Regions from separate parts of the Gossypium arboreum genome. Here region 2 is linked to region 1. Evidence: chromatin contacts called from public Hi-C data. All regions are on one chromosome and are shown on one strand. Each heading gives the region's core, a stretch centred on a gene start, on an enhancer-like site or on the middle of the called end of the contact. The rest is flanking DNA. Distances are from core to core; before and after follow the strand shown.

Region 1 (7,670 bases), core at 2,365-4,864:
GTCTGCCAAAATTCTTTCTAATGTAGGACGTAATCCGGCCAATGACTCACTCCTTCGGCTAAGCTGTTCTCCCAAGACTTCAACTTTGAGGATATCAACCAGCTCACAAAGAAAATCAACATTTGTTTCATGAATGAGTCTTGGACGCAATGTATCATATAAGTATGTAGACCTACAATCAAATACGACTTAGTAACACATGCAAAATATTTATTCTTAAGTCAAACTCTGAAATATTATTTTGATTAATTTCCATAAAGCATCATAAAGCCGTGTAGTAAGGAAACAAAATGAAAATAGAACAAAGGAAAGAAAGCTCTACAATTTAGCAACAAGGAACTTACAGAGGATCTATTAATGGTGCCAAACTTGAAACGTCCTCTGAAGAAGAAGGGAAAAAATGATCAAAGAGTTGATGCTCAAGTTGACAGACCTGCAGTCATGGCAACATGTAGGCCCCAGTTAATAAAGAAAGTATTTGTCTCTTCAATTTACCAACACCAGTGTAAGTAAAAACTTAAAGATTCAGGCTAGATTTTACTGTCTCTAATGCCACCAAACATATAAAACATGAAGAGAGTGCATGACTCAAGTAGTAAGTTTTGCTTCAGTTGATCAGAAGTTCCAAGAACCATAATCGTATTCAGGTACTAACTTAAGGACAGTTTAGTTTACCATACCTGCATTAGGTAAGCACATCCTGATCTAGTCAACGAAGGCAAACCCTCTTTCTTGGCAAATTCAGATATTCGCTGATGCGCTATGCCTTTTATCTGAAAAAGCGTATATTCACAGATACATTAAGAATTTATTTGAATGCTACAGTAAGTGGTGTACAAAAGTGGCAGTAACATAAAATTCACTCACCAAAGAAAGGCGCTGTTCACAGTACAATTTATGGCATTCTGCAAGAATATGAAAATATTCTTTCCTTGATGCTCTGCTTTCAATTTCTTCTAATACTGGCTTAAGCTGCAAATGCTTAAAATTGTTAATGATATCGGCTGAAAGAGAGTCATATTTCTTCACATATGAGAGCTTTCAGACCAGAAAAGGAAATCATTACCTCACTAGCAGCTGCCTTGAATCGGATATAAATTACAGATGCCTCAACACCCTCAGAAAGAGATGCTTTGTTGCCACCACTGCTCTGAATTGCTGCCTGAACCTGATGAAAGAAGAACAAGCATTTTGGGAGGCATTAATTCATCCATAAAAGCATACTTATGCACGTAAATTTGACCTAGAGGTGGATAATTTACCTGAGAAGAAGCCCTTTTGAGAACAGAAAGTACATGGGAGCGGATCATACCCAGGGCTCGAGACTGTAAAAGTAGGTTTCTATATATTTTACTAAAAGAAAAAAGTCTATTTATACGCATGCATTTCGTCCACTTAGCAAAACAATCCATAGATTGTCAACATAACTCCTTACCTGGAGTTGACGGAATTTTAGCAAATAAACACTTGATTCAGCATATTGTGGATTATTTTCAACATACCTACAATGATGAAAAATTCAATATGATAAGAAACTTTTATTACATTTGCTCATCAGGGGACAATTATTAAACAATTGTTGACTAGCTTGCAAAGGTGGACTAAGTTCAAATGTAACTTACGATATGCACTCGTCAAGCCGTTTAAGAAGTGGGAGAAAGTTTGCATTCCCAACATTCATGTTTTGAAAATAAAAGTTAGAAGTAACCTGCACACAAGAGGTTAAATTACAAAACCATGAATTTCGGACTTATTGGACTGACAACAATTCAACATGACCCTATATATATTAACATAAATCCTAAAGGATAAAAGGCCATAAACTAAGACAAAAGCAATATATAAATTCAAAGTAAACCGATCTCTAGTTAAGATAGCATTCAAACCTTACATTCTCCAACTCATCAAAATACTTGAGCTTACTGCGAAGTGCTTCAGCAAACTCGATCAGCTTTTGCTTCTCCATTACCTGCAATAAAGAACAAGCTAGTGATGCAATCAATCGACTAACTTAAACCAAAATTTTCCATCCCACAGAGAAGTGGATTACAGCTATCAAACATAAAGCCCAAAGTGAAAAGCTAGAAACAAAAAGATGGAACCAAATTCCTAACCATACAAAAAAAAATCATACCAATCGATCACATGCATCATGAAGAGTTTTAGTTTTTGTTGCTACCGCTTGGTGTTGCAGCTGTAGTTCATTAAAAAGATCTAGGGTCTCATCCACCTGCACAGAAGTATACTTCTAGCTTAGAAATCATAAGGAAAAGATAGATCTAACTTAATAAATAGCCAGCAAAGCAAATGATAGAATACACAGAGATATAAAACAGGTCATGAACGTACCTGTCGAAGTATATCATCACAAGTCTGTATGCGGTCTGTCAGAGTATTAACATAGTGCTGATATTTCTCCTCAGTCTAAGAGAACCAATTTAGATAAAATAAACAAATATTCAACATCATTGTCCAACGAACATATATGTTGCAACAAGATATAACTACTAACCTCAGACCTCATGGCCGATTCAAGATCTGTGAACCATTTATAGAACTGTACAGAATAGGAAAAAGAAGCAAATGCTTTAGATCAGAATTAATCAATTTCATAACCCTAGTAGAATTAGAACATTAGAAAAACAAACTAATGTAACCATCTACGTAAGATTAGATTCCAACTCAAACAAGACACATAATAAATCTGACTTACCTGATTTGTATTAACCAAAATTGCCTCAATAGCTTCAGAATCTCCAAAATTGTTATCCTTTGTAGAAACAGACAAGCCAGCATCTTGCCCAGAGGTTCGCTCTTGAGCCTACAAGAGCACGTTCCAAACGTCTTTCACCAAAATATCCAAAATGCAATTAAAAAAAGTAACAACAAGCAACAAAATTACTCACCAAATTTGCCGGAAACGGCCTTTCCGCAACTGCATGAGATAGCATCAGTATTGCTCCTTGCTGCTGCTCCGTCAGAGGCGCATTCTACACACAAACCCAAAATAAAGAAATCAAATTAAGCAAAAAAAAAAAAAATCTAAAATAGCGCATTCGGTTCCACAACACAGATCCGAACTTCAAACTAAAAATTTTTTAACTCTTCCGAATTATTAATAATATAATGACATTTTACTCCAAAAAAAATAATGTGATAACATTTCGGTTACAATTACCGCTCCGTTTAGGAGATCGGATCTTATAATTGCTACATTTAAAGATAATGAAATCAAACTCAGGAGAAATGAGTTGAAAGTTTTTTAAGTTCATTGAGATCCAATTAAAGCAGATCTAAATTAGGAGAGGTTCAACTCGGAAAGTTGAAGGCAAACGATTACGAGTTGGAAGAGTAAGTACAGAAGAAAGAGAACCTGTTCCCAAGTAGAAGCGAAGTTGTAGCCTTTGGAAATGGCTCCAGATTTGGGGAGGTTTGGAGGTGTTGCTGCTGAATTTGTTGCCATTCTTTTTTTCTTTTTTGGGTTCTGTTTTGTTTCGGGGAGTCTGGTTGTGATGGACCAGACGGACCTTTAGCTATTTGCTCATTAGACGACGCTACTAATTGAATCCAACGCCATTTTAAACCCGGTTGTGGTTTGACGTGGTGAAGCTGATGACCTTTCAAGACGTACTGTTTTCACTTCAACGACGTCGTATTCCATTTTCTATTTTTTTTTTCGTCTTAATTAATCTCTTACACCAATAAGGGAAAAAGGAACCAAATAGTATGCAATTAAAAATCAAATTAGTTAATTCAATTGATTTAACCATTTTAATTTTTAAAACATTAATTAATAATAACTAAGAAAATTTCATAAATAAAATAAATTTTCAAGAAGTTTATATTTACAAAAATCAAAGATGAAAAATACCCCAATTTATTGTTAAAAAGTAAAATAAAAATTAAGAAAATTATATTTACAAAATATGGTTTTATTGATTTTAACTAATTTTACAAGTTTTGTGTTGTTACCTAAATGTCCAGTTCAATCTTAAACCTTAAAAATTTTGTTTTTTAAGGTTGATATACACTTCACTTCAGTTTCCTGTTTTATTTTTTATAGGAGTAATAACATGTTCCATATACAGACGAAATGAGCAGCAAGACTTTGTAACGGATGCTTCCAATTTTTGGCAAGCTTCATTGCAAAGAAAGAAAATAGCAGAGTTTTGTGATTTGCTCATTAGCAGAAGCAGATGGCTACAAAATAACAAATTGATTGATCAATTAAAGGAAGCTTTGCGGCTACTTGTTTGGAAAACATTGAGCTGAAACAGCTCAGTCTTTAACATCAGCTACACCTCCTGGAGAAATCTGAAATCGAGCTTCAGCCTCGGCCAAGCAAGGTGAGCTTATTATTTTACAAATACGTTCCTCCCCTCTTCCCTTCCGAACAGCCAGTCTATTGTCAATGACAAGCTTATAGTTAGTAGAAGCTTTCGAAGAAGAGTAGTTGGGAGAAAAGGGAAAAACTAGGCCTTCCAGTTTCAATAACAAACCTTGTTGTGGAAGCATGAGCCATGATGTTACCGCCAATAGGCTTAATTTGAGGACCGGCAAAGATTGCTGAACCATCCACTTGAGCAACTACTTGGTTCGTAATTACAACGGCCACGCCAAACTACAGTCACACAAAATGCACATAAAAACATGATAAATACAAGTGAAAATACAACTGTAAGAGACTCATAAGCAAGAAAGCAATTCATTGCTTAATGCAACTAAAGATGTAAAAAAGCCTCCAACCTCATCTGCCAATTTCTGAAGGCTCCTGAGGAACTTCGCAAGATGCATTTGTCGGGCAGAGAGTTCACCCCTCCCAGTAAAATCTGTTCTATAGAGGGCAGTAGCACTATCAACTATCATAAGCGCAAACCTATAAAAGAAATCCATCAAATGATCAACCATGTTACCCAACTATATTAGAGATAATTCCTCTTGATAGGGTCAAGCAAAGGAACTTTTTTTTATCAATACCTTGTTTCCACCATCATTGAAGCTGCTTCAAGTAAAAGCCTAGACTGATGGTCAGTGTTATATGCTCTAGCATAGGCCACATTCTCCAATACATCAGCACCATTCAGTCCAAACCTGCAACATTCAACAACAGAGTTAACCATCAATGCTGTCACATAGCATGGCAGTACAGTCCTTATCATGGTAGCCACGAATCACCTCTCCGCTATCTGTAATAGTCTTTGTGGTCTGAATGTCCCTTCAGCATCAATGTACATTGCTTTTCCCTCACCACCTCCTTGATCTAATGGAAGCTGAAATATCATAGAAATTTAGAAGCAGGCCAAATGCACTTACTGTTATGTTAGGCAGAAAAAGTATGTGCAACATATACATGAGTTGCAAGAAAACTCAGTGAATGAAGAGAAGAGGTCTTACTTGGCATGTTACACATAATGTGTGACAAAGCTGTGTCTTTCCCGAACGGAACTCACCATATATCTCGGTAATGGACCCAGTCTCGATTCCACCTGTTCTATAGAAAACCAAGTGAGTGTGTAATGATACATACAATTAATTTACAGTTCATATAGTGAATTTTAACTGAGTGTTAAAGAGTCAAAGTCAAAATACATGAGAGCGTATGCACCTTCCAAAATTTTATCAAGTTCACTTGACCCAGATGTTATCTGAATTATCTCCAACCTTTGAGCATGGAGCTGGCTAGCACTGGTGAAGCCCAAGGGAACCAATTTGGAAGCTGTCAAGCACCAAAGAAGACTTAAAAACTTTTTTTAATTTCAAATCACTTTACAAGATTATAGTGAACAACATAATTATGGAAACAGCAGCATACCGGCTTCCATAATCTTGTCAACTTTAGCTTCACTGATTCCTTTGATCTGAAGAAGATCTTTCCTTGGGGTATAAGCAACAGATTCAACCGTACAAAGACCAGCATCCTTGAGCTTCTTTACGTCCAGAGCTGCAATGCCCGATGCCTTCAATTGAATAAAAAAATATATATAAGAACAAAATCCAAAAGTATAACTTAAGCCCGATATACTAGAGAATTTATATTTTCAATGGCTTACAGTATAACAAAAAAGCAGTTAATACAATCTCCATCTAATGGTCCAAACTTGACAAGAAACCCTAACAGAAAATTCCCCACCTAATCAGCAATCGAGAAAATATAACCCATCTACTACGATCTCATCTAATTAGGTAAAATGGAAAGAAAAAAAAAACGAAATTGGAAAGAACCCATGGTGGAAATATAACCCATTTTCGTTTTTGGAATCCTAGAAAAAGAATTCACTATGATTTCTTCTCAAAAATTGGACCAATCAAGAAAAGGAACATCATTTCGGGAACTTAGAAAAAAACCCACATAGAAAAGCGTCTTACTTTTGAATACAATGGAACAAAAAGCGAAATATAGTAGATTGTTCTTATTTGACCTGAAGCTGCTCAACAGGGAAGGGACCGTGCTGCATTTCGTCAAGCTCCTCTTGTTCCTGTTGTTGTTGAGCCATCTTTGGGTTTCTCTGCTGCTCCATTTTGTCGCCGAGTATACCAGGTACCAAAGCCCAGATAAAAGGAGAGGGTTCAACACTGAACAGGAGAAAGGAAATGGAAGGGAGAGAGAAGTGAGGAGGGAAAGGAAATATTTTGAAAGGAGATGAAAGGAGCGCCAAAAGATCACATTGGAGGCTTGTCTGGCAATTTTGTAGCTTGTGGGGTGCAATTGAATGTGGCTAATGGCCCAAAAAGAAGTCTTCAATTTGATTTGGATATGCTTCCCTGAAGGAAATGAAGAAGCCCACCAAGAAGCAATAGCACAAGTGTTTAAAGCAGTCCATTTCTTGTTTCAGAAGTGCCTTGAGAAGGTATAGGATTCCTTTGGATTAGAGTTTACCCATGGTAAGATGGAATTTTGGCTGAATAATCCTTTTCACTGTATTGTTTGGAAGACTTGAGGTGCGATGCAATTGAAAACTCTCACCACGATATTGCTCTCAATTTTCACTAGAGCCAAAGGTGCCATAAAGAAAAAGTTGAGGTCATTTTCTTTATTACTCTTGTTCTTTTTTTTCTATTTTTTTGAGTTTTATAGAAAGCAAAATATTATTAGATATTATTATTTAATTTTTATATAACAATTTAATAAATATATAATTTTATTTTCATAAATATAAAATTTTATTTATTATTTAATATAAAATAATTTAAATATATTTTATTATTTATTATTAATGTAATTTAAAAATATTTAAATTTTATTACATATGATTTTAATATTTTAATTATCATTTTATAAAAAATAAAATTTTATTTTATGTTATATTATATTATTTATTGTTAATATAAATTTAATTATTTATTTTATTATAAATACATTGTAAACTAATGTCTATAATGGTCATTTTTTATTTTCAACTCACCGCTATAGCTGCGTTTGAATCCAAACACACATCCACCGCTATTTCTAATCCCACTGCTATAGTATCCAATCTCACCACTACAGTAACTAATCTCACTACCACTACAGTTTTTAACCTCACCGGAGATAAACACGCTGCCCATCCGAACTAAGCCATATGTTTATGAATGGTGCGTTTGCGATTCCATTGGTTTTCTTGATAGAGTCGAATTTTATATTTGGTAGTATAAATTATAATTACACAAGAATGTATTTTATATTTCAAGAA
Region 2 (7,670 bases), core at 3,231-5,730, 360 kb before region 1:
TGTTTGATTCGTTTATGTTCATGAACAAGCTTGTTTAAAACTCGTTTATTTATTTACGATATTTTCTTATAAAAATTTCATTAGTATATATTAATAAAATTATGTTGGTTTGCATTTTTTAATTTATAATAGAATTATTAATATTTACATTTGACTATTTTATATCTAAACAATATATGTGTATGTATGTATTTATTGTTTGTTTGTTTGTTTGTTTATTATTTATTAACATTATTCAATTATATCTTCAATTATATGTTCATGAACATGTTCATTTAATGTTCGTGAACATGTTCGATTAAGTTAAATGAATATGTTCGTGAACATTAAACAAACGAACATAAATATACATAAATTTAAATAAATGAACATTAACAAAAATATAAATTTTTAACGGACACAAACTGAACACAAATAAATTTAAAAATAAACAAACGAACATGAATATAAATTTGTTTGTTCAAACTCGATTCATTTACAGCCCTATCTAGTAGTAGTAGCACTAGATTTTTTAACTTGAATTAAATATAAGAATTAACTTAAATTGATTGTATTAGTATTAGACTTGAATAGTCTAGGTTATATATTTATTGAGATCAAATGGTTGTATTTATTCTGATTATAAACCACCCAGTAGGTGGATAGCCTAATCACATGGCATAAATAGCCGATGCATTAATTATGTATACTTACCTCAAGCTCTGAGTAGGACATGGCATCGGTACTCTGGCCCACTTGGCACTTTACCAAGTGAAAGGAACCACCAGCTGCTTCTATTATATCCAATGCCTCATTTATAAGGAACTGATCAAATAAGTGCCCACTCAGTGATACCTGTCCATCATGAATTACAATAGGGTCTGATGGTTAAATTTGATTTTGCTCCTTCTACTTGATCAAATTTTGGATTTCATCCCCGCATTTTATTTTGATATTTAATTAGTCGAAAGCCATAATGTGATGGACTTAGATACTTACCAATACACTGTATTTCTTTTTGTTATTGATGTGTCCATTAGTATGATTATCTGATATATCTCTGAAATAAAAGATATATTCAGTTATGAAAGTATGGATGGATCAAATTCGGTTTTGATGTCCCAAGATTGGATTAAAATGCTTACAGTGTGTCAGACTTTCTCATACGAGGGATATATTCATATAATGTAGTAAGTGTTCCCCCATGGACGATACAAGCTCTGGTGAGGTGTGCAGGCAACTTTGTGAAGTCTGCTGTAGAAGCTAAACTCCCAACGAACTGTGATAGAATGTCTCCAAAGTGTCGAGATGCCTTGAAACAGTTAAGAATGGCATGTTAATGAACATAAGCTGCATAAATATTAAAACTTGTTCATTCTACAGGTCAAAGAAAAAAAAAGCCATAAGGCTAACAATAAACTTCAATGGAAACACCATGGAAGGGAAATATGAATTGCACCTCTTTTGCAAACTCAGTTGGGAGAATATCAACAGCTGAACATATTACGCCATTACCATCCATGTCATTATGGTACGAATCGGTCAATGGCTCATATCTGAAAAGCATCATTGACCATATAAGAGTATTTCAAATATCATAGTAGATTTAGTATTATTTGAAATGCAATCCACAATATATATGCATTTGGATTAGGATTTGACACCAATGGTAAAAGTTTGAGCTTCAAAATCAACTCCATCATTAAGTATGAACTAGGAATCATTAAGCCTCCACTTCCACAGTACTGTGTTTTATGCTATTGGGGTAGGATAAAGACAGATTCCTGGCCATGATTTCAATTTCATTTTTGATGGAACTTCAAAAATGGGATTGCTTTTAGTGTTTCAGTAGCCTAAAAAACAAGGCATTTTGAGGATCAAAGCAGCATTAGAATACCTGAAGAAAGGCGAGTCTATTGATGTGGTTTGATTAACAAACTCAATTGAGCCCCCTATGTCACATGTTATATCAGAGATCCCAACAAGTGGACATCCTTTCTTGTTTAGTTCTTGAATCTGCTTGGTACTCAATAATCTAGGAAATCTTCTCTCCCAGTACATGCAATTCACTGTCACAAACCGCATTTCAGTGATTTATAAGCAATGAAATCTTTACAAAGTGAAAAACAAACCTACCAATTACTGATGCATATGGGGCTATTTTTTCATGGAAAATGGGGTTGTAATGTTCTGGATGTGCATAATAATCTGCCTGGAATTTGAAAAGAAAAGAGAAAAGGAATACCAAAGATCAGTCTTTCGGTCGGAACCGAAAATGAAGAGGAAAAAACAACCAGAAGTAGAGAGAATGAATTACTTTATCAAATGTTTTTGAAGGATCTTTGTGTGAAACCATGTCGCAACTAGTCACGATACAACCATAAACTTGAAAGACCCTCTTTGATGTAACATTCCTTCCCTGAGAATGGTTTAAAAACTTTGATGAGAGCAGCATCAGAAGTGGGGGAAATTGATTGGATAGATACCACTATATGCATAAAAAAGGAGTACTGAAATTGGAAACTGACCTTTCCAAAGAGTTCTGGAAGTCTGCTTGGTTCAACAAAAACATGAGGAAGTAGTTTAAATATCTCTTGAGCACCAACAGAAACTGCAAAGCAAAACAGTGGTATTAGGCAAGTTTATACATTGAGTAATCTAATAACATCAAATGAATGCAAACTCTGTAGCAGCACAACAGACATGTATTCTGATGGAAGATCACATAATTGAATGTTGTAAGAAGTTCCAGTACCATTTCCGGAACCCGTGAATACGAAGATTACAGGACATATCCCTGAAGGCAGTCCCTGAGAAGCTATCTCTTCACCCACGGTGATCACTGCAGCCTTTGCAGCAGCCAAGGAAGGATACATATATGATGCACCCAGAGACAGGAATGGTGTTGAATATCCAAGACTCAAATACCCTGAAATTTGATGACAATTCAGCATCTTCACATAGACAAAGGTATGCAAATGATAAAATCTCCAAAATTTTAAAAGGATTAAAGAGTCATAGAGCATACGCTGTCCCAATCCGCGTAATAAATCGATCATTCCTGCTCTGCCAGCATATTTGCCAAATGCAAGTAACCTTTTACCATTGTCCCCAACAATAAGCTCATAGTCATACAACGATACCCTCTCCGCGAGGATCTACATGCATGCCATAGACAAAGTCATACAATAAGTTCATAGTGTCATACAAAGATACAACAGAAGAAGCTTACCTTATCTAATAATGGCATATTCTCCTTCTGAGCTTTGTGAGTATGTGAGAAGAAGGCATAAGCTCTATTAGGAAGAATCATGTCTAACTGCAATAAAGCACAACCAGTTAGGCCATAAAAGATTGTAAAATGTAAACAATAGGGAATGGTGAACATTTAGCACCTTTGGTTGCTTGATACCCAAAATAAGACCACATTCTGATAAGTCATCTGATATGTGACAACCAACATCCTCGTAGAGGGAATCGTGATGGATGCGCTTCGTCGATGGCTGCACTATTATACGAGCTATACCTGTTTTCTCCCTCCCGCTGTGTAAAAGTCGAGCACAATGTGATGGGGTGAGAGGAACCCTTCTTTCCCATTTATTTGATGACTCAGAAAGAATCCCAACAACTCCATTTCCAAGCATCTTGAACCTTCACCAGAGAAAACAAAAGAAAAAAAAAATGAACAACTAGGACTATTACAGGCTTCTTTAGAATGGGATTGAACAAAAAATACTAATCAAAGTATGTTTCTTACAGAGGATCCCATAATAAAATAGAAAACAAACTAAGAATGAAACAAATTGCTGCACAACAATTATACCTCAATGAGATCAGTCACTGAGAAATTTAAATACCGCCGACAGTTTGTTTTATTGGGATCATTTCTCATTCAATCGAACAAATTAAGTGTGATTTTGAAGTTATATAAACACAAGTTGAGGAAAGATTCAAACACGTAAGAGAGAGAAACAGAGATTGAAGAAAATACAACTTACTTGTAAATGAAGAATTAAAAGATGAGATGAACCCAAATTGAAGCGGTGATCAAACAGTTCTGGGAAAGAAAAAGATATATCACTGAACTGATGAGTAGAGACTATGAACATGTATGAATTACATGTCATTAGAACAAATATTAGTCTGAAACTCAGAAATCATATTGATTGAGTTTAACAATGAAAATAATAAAAATAATAATAATAATAACGTTGAAACAGAGGAACCGCTCTACGTTGAAAGAAAGGAAAAGTTTAGTTGTGAAAAAAGATGGGCAGCTGCCACCTAGCTTCCGGGAATCATAGAAGAAGAGATCGTAATACGGATTAAAGGCTTCAGAGCGGAGGAAGTTTATCAGGAAAATATAGTATAAATAAATGAATGATGATATGTTAATGCATGTATCTGGAATCCTACTCGTGAATCATGGATGGATTATCACTCCCCTTTTTGTTTTGGGGTGATGATAAGGATATGACGCTAGGGACAGAGAAGATGGGTCCCACTTTTCAGTTATTACATATCTATTACTTCCAATCACGTGGGGCCACGTATATCCTACTTCCAAATGCCTTCCCATAATTAAATCATGTCTAATGTTAGGTTTCAATTTTTGCCACTGGGACAAGTTACCCTTTCTCCACCTCATCACGTCTCCTTAAGACTTGCATTTACCGGCTTTTTTTTTATTATTAATATGATCTTAAAATTTTTAATAAAATACGAAAATATTCACTAGTTTGATTATGTACATAAATTATTTGGAATGAATATTCAAAGTTCATCGAACGAAAGATAACGATACTATCTATATAAATATCAAGGAAAGCCCCAGAAATAAACTATGATGTATGTGTCAGGTTTTTTAATTTTTTAAATTTTAAAAGATATTATTTTATTTGTTGCACTTATGTGTTTTTTTTTAAATTTAAAACTGTAAAAAGGAAATTATATTTTATTTAATAGAGCCATTAAGAATATCGCTATTATTGTATTGTATTTTTTAAAATTTAATTAAATTTAAATATAAAATAATATTTTATTTGATAGAGTCATTCTCTCTAATGTAATCAAATAGTTAAATATAACCCTTGATCACTATAAGTTGAAATAATTTTTTTTATATTGTGTTAGAGGAGAGGATGAATGGGAAAGAGATGATGGGTGTTTTTTTTATGTATTTGTGTTTTTGTTTATTTAATAAAATTTATAATTTGAGGTATGTTTTGTTTAATGATAATCTGGTGGAGCTTCGGCATCTGCAAATTTAATGATTATTTTTTTTGCCAATTATTTATTTGGTAACGAGTTTAAATTGGTTATGCGGCAACAAGTGGATTATTTGGGATTCTCTAGGTCAACGAAATGTTTGAAAGTTTAAGGAATGCCAAATTGAACTGCACGGGTGAGATCATTACTATCAACGGCATTCGAGAAGCAAGATAATAACATTGAAAAACTTGCTCGGACGATTTGCTCGTCTTGCAGCTTAAAAATTATATTTTTCAATTTGTAAGACATAATACTATAGATCTTGAACAAAATCATTTAATTATGTTTTATTTGTAAGACATAATGATATCGGTCTTGAACAAAATCATTTTTTTAGTATTGAGAAAATTGCTCGTGGTGTAAAATTATATATTGTAAGTTTAGTGAAATTATTTTTGAATGTTGCAAATGTAAAATTATATTTTTAAAATATAATTTTTAAATTATATAAATTGTAAAATTAAATATTGTGAGTTTAGTGAAATAATTTTCATTTAAATCATTTTTGTAATGTGAATTAATCGGTTTTTTACAAATCTAATATAAAAAAATTATTATATACTGAAAATAGGTTGTCGATAGATTATTTATTGAAATAGGTTACTTTTTTAGTCGCCTACCTAACAGTAGCGACATATTATTTTATTAATAATTTTTTAAATATTTTATTATTATTATTTTTTATTATATTTTTTAAAAAATCTGGTCAAAAACAAGTGTCGCCAGGACTCAAGGCGCCACATGTGGCGCTGCAGGGCGCCACACCTGCAAGATCAATCCCATCATGTCCCTTCCCACAGTCACTTGTCATGTCTGGGAGGTTAAAATTTTATTAAAATAAATTTTGAAACCCCATATAAGGTCCCCACAATGTTTCCTGCGTTAGAAGTAGGAGCAAAGAAGAGCAAAGGTAGAAAAAAAAAGAAGAAGAAGAAGAAAGAAGAAGAAATAAAAAAAAGGTTAGTTAAATTTTATAATTATTTTAAAATTAAATTATTTGTAATTTAGAATTATTTGATAAATTTTTGTGTTAGTAATTAATTTAAAATTAATTTATTAGTAATTTAAGATTATATTTTAAATTATTTTGTTTAGTTTAATAATGAGAAATTTATTTTGTTAAATATGTTGTTATAAATAATTTGTAACCATAAAGAAAATAATTTAGAATTTTTAGAAGTTTAGAGACTAGAAAATCGAAAGTAAAAAGATTGAGAAAAAATAGAAAAGACGGACTTGAATTGAATGGTTTTGTAAATGATAAGAAATTATAAAATTAATTTTAAAATGTATTAGTGTATTGTGATTTTTTAATAATGTATTTTAGTAATTTTTCTGTATTATGATTTTTTAGAAATATATTTTTTAAGAAAATAATTTTATAGTTGTTTTGTATTAGTAATTAATAATTATAAGTTGTTAGTGTTTATAGTTTAGTGTTTTATGATTTTTAATGTAATTTTTATATAATGTAAATTTAATTTATTGAATTATTTATTTGATAATTTTTATTGATTGATTAAAATTTTGATTAAATTTGTTGTTATATAATTTTATAGGTTACGTGAAAGAAACTACTTAGGAATGTTTCAATTTCAATTATTTTTAATTCATATGTTTTTTAATCTTTAGATAATTTATATTTATTTTTTATTGTATATAAATGATGGGGAATTATAAAATTAATTTTTAAAATGGTTGTGCAATAAAATTATTTTTTATTAGTGTATTAGTGTAGTGTGATTTTTAATGTAATTTTTATATAATGTAAATTTAATTTATTGAATTATTTGTTTGATAATTTTATTGATTGATTAAAATTTTGATTAAATTTGTTGTTATATAATTTTATAGGTTACGTGAAAGAAACTACTTAGGAATGTTTCAATTTCAATTATTTTTAATTCATATGTTTTTTAATCTTTAGATAATTTATATTTATTTTTATTGTATATAAATGATGGGGAATTATAAAATTCATTTTTAAAATGGTTGTGCAATAAAATTATTTTTTATTAGTGTATTAGTGTAGTGTGATTTTTAATGTAATTTTTATATAATGTAAATTTAATTTATTTAATTATTTATTTGATAATTTTTATTGATTGATTAAAATTTTGATTAAATTTGTTATTATATAATTTTATAGGTTGTGTGAAAGAAACTATTCGTATGTTTCAATTTCAATTATTTTTAATTCATATGTTTTTAATCTTTAGATAATTTATATTTATTTTTATTGTATATAAATGATGGGGAATTATAAAATTAATTTTCAAAATGGTTGTGCAATAAAATTATTTTTAGTAGTGTATTAGTGTATTGTGATATTTTGGATAAGGTATTTTAAAAAATGATTAGGTTATATAAATTTATTGAATTATTTATTTGATAATTTTTATTGATTGATTAAAATTTTG

What was found. A called contact is a pair of places that touch in the nucleus more often than the background predicts.
Region 2: a contact with region 1 is called in a Hi-C map of leaf, with 4 times the contacts expected there. The contact joins the promoter of LOC108486121 here to the promoter of LOC108486627 in region 1. A contact is called at or near these places in 2 of 5 Hi-C or Micro-C datasets (both in leaf).

What each region holds. Positions count from the first base shown.
Region 1 is chr6:116,599,381-116,607,050 of ASM2569848v2, reverse strand. It overlaps LOC108486627 (conserved oligomeric Golgi complex subunit 3-like), which reads right to left and starts at 3,614. Exons shown (of 25, transcript XM_017790777.2): 1 at 3,374-3,614; 2 at 2,907-2,990; 3 at 2,714-2,821; 4 at 2,513-2,557; 5 at 2,350-2,424; 6 at 2,135-2,230; 7 at 1,892-1,969; 8 at 1,623-1,708; 9 at 1,436-1,502; 10 at 1,263-1,325; 11 at 1,067-1,168; 12 at 868-972; 13 at 681-773; 14 at 345-433; 1 more. The coding sequence starts at 3,463. LOC108485477 (DNA repair protein RAD51 homolog) reads right to left here and starts at 6,694. Exons shown (of 9, transcript XM_017789324.2): 1 at 6,420-6,694; 2 at 5,813-5,957; 3 at 5,606-5,716; 4 at 5,395-5,486; 5 at 5,176-5,270; 6 at 4,978-5,091; 7 at 4,747-4,876; 8 at 4,500-4,621; 9 at 4,108-4,402. The coding sequence starts at 6,518. The coding sequence ends at 4,279.
Region 2 is chr6:116,958,272-116,965,941 of ASM2569848v2, reverse strand. LOC108486121 (alpha-aminoadipic semialdehyde synthase) reads right to left here and starts at 4,480. Exons shown (of 26, transcript XM_053029549.1): 1 at 4,396-4,480; 2 at 3,978-4,036; 3 at 3,375-3,630; 4 at 3,212-3,298; 5 at 3,008-3,137; 6 at 2,735-2,908; 7 at 2,508-2,590; 8 at 2,297-2,398; 9 at 2,116-2,191; 10 at 1,877-2,048; 11 at 1,439-1,535; 12 at 1,125-1,291; 13 at 979-1,039; 14 at 694-834. The coding sequence starts at 3,623.